Linked DNA regions of Mus musculus: region 2 is linked to region 1. The links are chromatin contacts, called in public Hi-C maps. All regions are on one chromosome and are shown on one strand. The core of a region is the stretch at or near the end of the contact, and the rest is flanking DNA. Distances in the headings are between cores, read along the strand shown. Region 1 overlaps Smarcc2 (SWI/SNF related, matrix associated, actin dependent regulator of chromatin, subfamily c, member 2). Region 2 holds the start of Esyt1 (extended synaptotagmin-like protein 1).

Evidence for each region. A called contact is a pair of places that touch in the nucleus more often than the background predicts.
Region 2: a Hi-C map of embryonic stem cells shows a contact between it and region 1, with 1.8 times the contacts expected there. The contact joins the promoter of Esyt1 here to the enhancer-like site in region 1. A contact is called at or near these places in 3 of 39 promoter capture datasets (erythroid cells, macrophages and second pharyngeal arch cranial neural crest), 3 of 15 datasets of contacts at CTCF or cohesin (CD8 T cells, the NIH/3T3 cell line and large pre-B cells), 87 of 484 Hi-C or Micro-C datasets (the AML12 cell line, the AtT-20 cell line, B cells and 47 more), 36 of 115 datasets of contacts at active chromatin or transcription factors (the 230-238 cell line, CD8 T cells, DN3 thymocytes and 26 more) and 6 of 9 other capture datasets (adipose tissue, bone marrow-derived macrophages, embryonic stem cells and 3 more).

Annotation. Positions count from the first base shown.
Region 1 is chr10:128,471,740-128,475,933 of GRCm38.p6, forward strand. Smarcc2 (SWI/SNF related, matrix associated, actin dependent regulator of chromatin, subfamily c, member 2) reads left to right here. Exons shown (of 29, transcript NM_001372395.1): 12 at 2,462-2,521; 13 at 2,633-2,670; 14 at 2,944-3,074; 15 at 3,254-3,325. Among named protein-coding and RNA genes, the nearest start is that of Smarcc2, 15 kb to the left of the region's middle. Within about 2 kb of position 2,277, at least 6 of the 459 cell types and tissues checked have an H3K27ac peak or open chromatin away from gene starts, as enhancers often do. A contact at or near this core is called in embryonic stem cells, where this site is marked.
Region 2 is chr10:128,523,604-128,527,797 of GRCm38.p6, forward strand. Esyt1 (extended synaptotagmin-like protein 1) reads right to left here and starts at 2,256. Exons shown (of 31, transcript NM_011843.2): 1 at 1,861-2,256. The coding sequence starts at 2,220.

The DNA of each region.
Region 1 (4,194 bases), core at 1,027-3,526:
GTCCATCCTTGCAAAGCAAAGTAGCTGGACTGGGCAGCTGCTTAGTCGAGATTTTGTCCAGTGTGTATGAAGCCCTGAGTCCAGGACAGTGCACTGCAGCCCTGTAATCCTGCACTGTGAAGCAGGGGAGCTGCTATTTGAAAGCTATCCTCCACTACATATCAAGTTTTGGGTTAGTCTAGGATACATGAGACCCTGTCTCCAAATAAATAAATAAAATAAAATGATGGCTCATGATGAGGACCTGAGTCGACCTTAGTACCTTATAAAAAGCTGAGCAAGGTAGTTTGTGCTATAATCCCAATACTGAGGGGGAGGCAGGAGGAAGCCAGGGCCTTGCTGGCTAGCCAGTCTAACTGCATCGGTGAGCTCCAGATTCACTGAGAAATTGTCTGAACAAACATAGGAAAGTGGTAGAAGATAACACCAGTGTAGACCTCTGACCTCCACATAAACACACATAATAAATTTGAAATTTTTAGAAAGAGAAATGTGGGGCTTGAGAAGTCTCAGCAGTTAAGAGCATACTGCTCCTACAGAGGCCCTGAATTCCATTCTCATCAGGTGACTCCCACTAAATTAAAAAGCTCCAGCAGCACCCATGCTCTCCTCTGGCCTCCGGGGACCTTTACACATGCTCATTGCACACATGCAATCATCAACTTAGAAAAGACAGAGGAGGAAAATGTAAAAGGCAGTGAGAACAACTCTAAAGAGACTCACTCAGTCTGTCCTGCACGAGGAGTCTAGGGGACTGCACTTCAATACTGATTTGTAGTCTGTCTCCTGTCCAGTAGCCTCAAATATCAAGAAATATATTTCAAGGGTTTGGGAAGCCGATTTCCTCGGAGCATTTGTGTATGAAACCAAGGCGGGAGCGTCTTCTCTACTTTACAGCTTTGAAGATTAGGTTGGGGTGCAGCTTATGGTGAACACTGCCTAACAAATACGGAGCCCTGCACTCTATCCCCAGCCCTTCAGACAGTCTTTAAAAATATTTTTTTTAGATATTCAAGCTAGGTATGGTGACACATGATTTTAAATCCTAGCTCTCAGAAGGCAGAGTTATGGAGAGCTCTGTAAGCTGGAGGCTAGCCTGGTCACAAGTTCCAGGACAGCCAGGTTTCATACAGAGACCCTGTCTTCAAAAATTAATTAAGATCTGACTGGAAACGGTGGTAAACACCTTTAATCTCAGCACCCAGGAAGCAGATGCAGGTGAATCTCTGTGAGTTCAAGGCCAGCCTGGCCTACATAGTGAGTTCCAAGACAGCCAGAGCTACAGAGTGAGACTCTGTCTGGGAAAAAACAAAGCAACAGTGTTACTAGTTAAGAGCACATCATTTAACTCAGCCTGGTGGCATAACATAGGTAATAATCTCAGTGGCCTGCCTGGCTGAGGCAGGAGGATGTAAGAAGTACAGAATCAGCCTGGCCTGCAGAATGACCCCTGAGGCCAACCTGCATAACTGAAGGGGACAGTCTCAGAGTAAAAAGGAAGGAAAGCCAAGTGTGGGTCATGTCTCTAGTCCTAGCACTCAGCAGGCAGAGGGATGGTTCAGGAGTGCAGGCCAGCCTGAGCTACATAATGAATTCAAAACCAGCTCGAGCTGATGGAGTCTGTGTCTCTTTCTTTTAAAAAATACTAAATAAAAAAGTAAAGATGTAGTTATGAATATAGTTCATGTATAGGGGTGTTTGTCTGCCAGTACAAATTGCGTAGCAGGAGAGGGCATTGGATTCTGTGGGACTACAATTACAGATGGTTGTGAGCCACCATGTGGTTGCTGGGAATTGAACTCAGGATCTCTGGAAGAGCAATCGGTGCTCTTAACCTCTCAGCCTTCTCTCCAGCCTGAGGCTGTTTGAAAAAGGCAAAGCCAAAGTAAAAAGTTTAAGGAAAGAAAAAGAAAAAAGTGCTGGGGAACTGAGCTTGGTGGTGGCGCACACCTGTCACCTCAGCACTCAGGAGCAGATGCAGAGAATTAGGGATGTTCTTTGCAAGTTAGAGGCCTGGAATACATGAGACCCTGCTCCTTCGCCCCGCCCCGCCCCGCCCCGCCCCGCCCCCCTCAAAAAAACCAGAAAAACCTTGGTGCTGGGACTGTAACTCTGGTAGAACACTGACATATTCGTAAGTTAGGCCTTAGGTTCAGTTGCAAGTAGTATATCAAGGGATGATATCTAGCTACTTACCTAGCATGATCTAGCTCAAACTCAGTCCATTAAAAGATTGTATAGGGAGACAAGCAGGGAGACAAAGAGCAGTCATACAGGAGTAGCCCTCAGGATACTGAGGCCGGAGAGTCATAGGAGTGCACGCACATAGATGCTGGGCAAGGCAGTAGAATAGAAAACGAGTTTCAAAGGGTTCTGAAGAAGCAGCATATGTAAAACTGTTAGCAGCTGAGACGTGAGAGCTTGATTTGGCCAACATGTCTAATGCTTTTTCTCTTTGCAGTCAACACTAAAAAGGACTCTGAGTCAGCCCCAGTCAAAGGCGGCACCATGACTGACCTGGGTAAGCCAGGGAGCCCCAAGCAGGCAGTGCCTGAGGCATGGGGGAGCTCAGCCCACCTTCCCGTCGCCCTCTGCTCCTGTAGAGGCTCAGCCTGTCTTCTTTCCCTTGCAGATGAACAGGACGATGAAAGCATGGAGACCACCGGCAAGGTGCAGCCAGTTTAGGCAGGCTCTGTCTCTCTGTGATTAGCTTAGAGAGGCTCCACCTCTCTGGGACAGGGATCACAGTGTTCCTTTTGCCCGGGCTTTTCCCGCCATAGCTGAATTGTGCCTGCTGCTCGGACCCCAGCCCCCTAGCGTCCCAGGGCCCACAGTGCTCATCCTCATCCTTCTCCCCTGTTGGTGCTCCTGGGTGTAGGAGAAGCTGAGGGCTGCTAGGCAGGGAGGGGAATGCTGAGTGTCCAGCAGCCTCCATATTCATAGGACGAGGATGAGAACAGCACGGGCAACAAAGGCGAGCAGACGAAGAACCCGGACCTGCATGAGGACAATGTGACCGAGCAGACCCACCACATCATCATCCCCAGCTACGCCGCCTGGTTTGACTACAACAGGTACTGCCCTGCTTCTTTCCTCCTTCCTCCCCCGTGATTAACCCATAATCAATGGGTTATCTCTCTTGTTGCCCCTCTACAGCTTAGAGCCCCTTGCCAACCCCACCTTTCAAGCCTTCCGCCCTTGGGCTCCTACTCCTTCCCTGGGCCTTCTAAACCCGTTGTGATTTATCTTGCAGCGTCCATGCCATTGAACGGAGGGCTCTTCCTGAGTTCTTCAACGGCAAGAACAAGTCTAAGACTCCAGAGATGTAAGATTTCCGCTTATGATTTTCTTTTGGGGTCCTTTCTGCACTCACCCTTCCAGACTTAGCAACTTTCAACCAAGCTCTCTGTTAGACTTACAAAGACATGATAGACACCACTAGACAGCCACAGCCTAACCCTTTAAACATGTTCTTCGGAGGTTGTCTGAGGATGGTAGAGTAGAGCATACAAGTACCTGCACCGCCGTTCCCATTGCTTCCAGTTAAAAACCATGCAGAGAATTTCATTCCATAATTGCTATGTGACCTGAAATTCACATACCCCCAGTGTATGAAACAACTTTAATTAAAATGTAAATGATGAGATTAGATTGAAAAACAAAAATAAGGTGATGGTGTACACCTTGAATCCCAGCACTCGGGAGGCAAAGGCAGGCAGAGCTCTTGAGTTCAAGGCCAGTCTGGTCTACAGAGCTAGTAGTTCCAGGAGACCCAGGGCTGCAAAGAGAAATTCTGTCTTGGAACACCAAAAAGCAAACCAAACCAAAACAAAAAAACAAGATAAGATAAAAACCAAGCCTGGTTGCACATGGGGATAGTCCTAGCACTTGGGAGGCTGCTGTAAGACTCAAATTCGTGGCCGCCCTGGGCTTCCTAGCTAGACTTTGTCAAAGAGAAGAAGGAACTAAGAGGTCCGGCTCTGAGGATTATGAGATGGGAGCGTGCATTATGAAAGAGTAGCACATATGTCCAGGATTAGGGCTGGAAGGCATAGCTCCCTCCGTAGTAGAACACTTGCCTGACATGCATGAGAGTCTTTGTACCGTTTTGTGCATGCTGGAAGGCAGAGGCGGGCAGATCTCTAAGTCTCATCATTGCAGATGGAGGCCAGCCAGGGCTATATTGTGAGACCT
Region 2 (4,194 bases), core at 1,006-3,505, 52 kb after region 1:
TGAACCCAGGTCCTCTGGAAGAGTAGTCATTGCTTTTAACCACTGAGCCATCTCTCTACACCCCCCCCCCTTTTTTTTTTAAAGAAAGTTTGAGTTTATTAAGAGACAGTTTTAGCTGGCTACGGGGACACGAACATATATTGCCAACACTTGGAAGGTAAATGCAAGAGGGCAGGGAGTTCAAAACCAGTCTGGGCTATATGAGACTATGAGTTAAACAAAGGGGGAAAAAAGTTGTTTTTCTGTTTGTTTGTAGATAGGGTTTCAATATGTAGCCCTGGCTGACCAGGAACTCACTATAAAGACCAAGATGTCCTCCAGTTCACAAAAATCCACCTGCTTCTGCCTCCCAAGTGCTAGGATTAAAGGCGTGTCACCACGCCCAGTAAGAAAAAAGTTTCAACACAGATCCAAGCATACAATCCCGGGGGTGGGAGAATTCTTTCCTTAGAACTTGGGGACACTGAGGCTTCTTTAATAAGGGGAGTGGGTAGGATGTGGGGCCACATAGAGATGCTTCAGCTAGCTCAGAGATGCGAAATGGCAGCTTCTGGGGCCAAGGAGGGGGAGGGGGAGGAGTCTTGAAGAGAAGGGTACATTCTTTCAGGAGGAGATCCTGTCAAATCAGAACTCCGGGGAATCCTGGGATGAAGAAGTCCTAGTTCCTTTGTCCAGCCTTCCCTGCTCCCCTGGGACCGGGCGTGGGCTCCAGTATAAGAAGGTGAAGAAGAAACCAAACCCTGATAACCTAGAGACTGGCAGGAAGTCTTAGGCCTGGTGCGCTGGTGCGCTAGTGCCTGCGCAAGCCTCCGCACTCTCTCCCTCATTCCTTTCCTCCCTAGCTCCTTTCTCTTTCTTCCTGAGTGGGAAAGGACACCTGTGCTGTACACGGAGGTAGGGAGGTGTTGGGTTAATTCCAAGGATAAAGAGTAGCAATAACAGTTGCTACTTAGGGCACATGAAACCGTTTCTTCTTCTTTTCTCTCCAGGGAATGGCAAGTGTGACTGGTGTCTGCCTCTCTCTACCTGTCACCTCTAAGTGAGAAGAGTAGGGAGGGTACCCCAAAGGGGTTGGTAACCCGCTCAGCTTAGCAAGGTCAGAGGGAGGCATCTTTTCAGCCCAGGAGACAGGGTATAGTAATGAGGGCCTGGGTCGGCTGAGCAAACGAGCGAGCGAAGGCTGCTCACAGTCCGGAAAAGGGTGGGGCCGCCCTGGGTACGAGTAAAAAGGAGCAGCGGGAACTACAGCTGCCGCACTACCCTCTTCCCAGAACCTCCTCCTCCCTTAGCCCAGCAGCCCGGCTGGCTTGAGGCTGGAAGGCGACCGCGATAGGTCATTTCCAGGTGCTGGGACTCAGCGGAACAATGCTTGCAGGGCTGGGTCTCAGCGGGTACCTAGAGACAAGGCAGGAAACGGAAAACCCTAATGCCCTGAAGTAGATAAAAAGCCTTGAAAGCGCTAGCAAAGGCGGGGGAACCTCTGAGCCATCGCGGGGTGGGGGGTGGAGGGATCCCCAGAGGCAGCGCGGCAAAGGCGCGAGTGGCACCAGAAGTCAGGAGGAGCGAGCATTCTACACGCTTGGCTGGGAGCGGCAGCTCAGATGTACTGCTGTAGTCCGAGGAGACGGAGGAAGAAGTCCCGATTCCGTGGAAGGATCCGCTCTGCGGCAAGGGTGGGCGGGGAGAGTGGGTGGCCGCGTCCAGGAGTGGTGCGTCCCAGCACACAAGCGCTAACGGGACGATGCAAAGTCTGGGGGCCCGCTGTCCTAGGTGGGGGAGCTGACTTTGTAGGGTGGGAGAGCCCCAAGTTGAGGGGCTAGGAAGAGCTATACTGCACCAAGGGCTGAAGTGGTAACTCACCCAGGCAGGTAGTTCCCGGTGGCTCATATAAAGCGTCTCTGCGGTGATCCGCTCCTCGTCATCCAGCAGCTGCCTCGCTGCCCTCAGGCTCCGTTCTTTCCCATCGCGGACCCGGCGCCAGCCCAAGTACAGGGCGAGGCCGAAAAGCACGAAACCTACGCTAAGACCCGCTGCCCCTGCCAGGTACACCGGCACCAGCACCAACAAGCGGCGCCCGAAGGAAGTCAGCACCGCCAGGGCCTCGCTCGCCGCACCTGGGCCGGCAGGTGGGACCCCGGAGCCCCCGTCCCGCGTGGAGTCCGTGGCAGGGGGCTGCCCTGACGGCTCGGGGCTGGCGCCCTCTTCAGGGGAGTGCTCCATGGGGCAGCTTCTGGGAGTGCCCGCCCGAGCAGCTGCAGGCAGCTCAGTGTCTGGTCCAGCTCCCCCCCAGTAATATATGGTGCTCCCCCCGGGACCTCAAGCCCCGCCCCGCCCCTGCCTGTTGGGGCAGCGCCGCGTAGACTTGGGAAGCTAGAGAGGACTTGGGATGGCAGGGCCTCCGTGATTGGACCAGAGGGTCAAGATGGGAGGGTTGGATGGCGGGAAAAGGGGGGGAAAGAAACCAAAAGACAGTATTTGACTGGTCACGGAGAGAACGGGGCGTAGCGTCCCACTTAAGAGGCGGGAGCAGCTGCTCCTCCCACGTGGGATTGGAGCGCCTGTGGAGTTACGTCATGCAGAGCCGCTACTCTAATTACTGAGTTCAGAGTGAGCTAGAGTTGAGGGTGTATCTCTCCACACGTTCAAATGGTTTGGCAGGGTTTGGTCTGAATCTTAAATATTCTTTGTCAACTTTCCCAGCGTTTGATACTCAGAGAACGTTCGTTTTTGCCTCTAAGAATATTCTTTGAGTTTTTACTGGCTGCCCTTGCGAAACGTTAGGGAAATTAGACCGATTTAGAACGAAAGTCTAGGATGACCGACCCTGTCTAGCGGCCCTGTCTGTGCTGTCCTCAGTCCCCCTATCTTGTCCGTGAAAAGGAACAAGTCAGCGACAGCTGGGGCGTGATGAACATTAGAGTTCTAATACTCCAGTCTTGAAGAAGTGGGGTGAGGGGAGGAGATCGGTAGATAAGTGAGATTTTGTTTCTTTTTAGAATCCAGAGTTAGTCATCTCTATCATAGAGGGCCGATTAAGATTATAGTCAGGGAGGGGCGGTGTTCAACGGCAGCAGTAATTATTACATTTTGCAATAGTTTCCTGATGCTGACCAAAATCAGGTCGGGGAGGAAAAGGTCTGTTTGACTTACACTTCCATATCATAGTCCATCATTGAAGGGAGTCCAGGCAGGAACTGAAACCGGGCTGGAACCTGGAGGCAAGAGCTGATGCAGAGGCCATGGGGGGCGGGGGACGGGGTGCTGCTCACTGGCTTGCTAAACCGGCTTTCTTTCTTTCTTTCTTTCTTTCTTTCTTTCTTTAAGATTTATTTATTATATGTAAGTACACTGTAGCTGTCTTCAGACACCCCAGAAGAGGGAGTCAGATCTTGTTACGGATGGTTGTGAGCCACCATGTGGTTGCTGGGATTTGAACTCCGGACCTTCGGAAGAGCAGTCGGGTGCTCTTACCCACTGAGCCATCTCACCAGCCCCCGGCTTTCTTATAGAACCTAGGACCAGCAGCCCAGGGATGGCCCCCGCCAACCATGGGCTGGGCCCTTCCCTATCAATTAAGGAAATGTTCTACATAGAGGTTTGCCTACAGATCTTATGGAGGCTTCGTCTCAATCAACGTTCCTTCCTCTCAGACGACCCTAGACTATGTCAAGTTGATATAAAACTAGCCAGCACCCTTGGGAACATCTAGGACACTAAAATGAAGAATTCTGACAGACGGGATGGTACATAGCTGTAATCCCAGCATTTTGGAGGCTAAGGCAGCCTGAGATAAATAGCAGAAACAAAATAAAACAAAACAAAAGGAGGCAGGGGTTGGGGGATACAGAAAGGAGGGGAGGAGGAAGGAACAGGCTAGGAAGACAGCTCTGTTTATATAGCCCAAGCATGACGACCTAAATTCATTCCCCAGCAACCACAAGCAAAAGGCCTTTGCTCCACAAGCTTAGTGACCTGAGTTTAGATCTCTGCCATCCCGTCTGTAAAATCCAGATATGGTAGCTCACTGCTAGCAAGACACACACTCTCTCTCTTTCTCTCTCTCTGTCTCTCTCTCTGTCTCTCTCTGTCTCTCTGTCTCTCTGTCTCTCTCTCTCTCTCTCTCTCTCTCTCTCAAAAGATTAAGTGGGGCTGGAGAGATGCTTCAGTGGTTAAGAGCACTGACTGCTCTTCCGA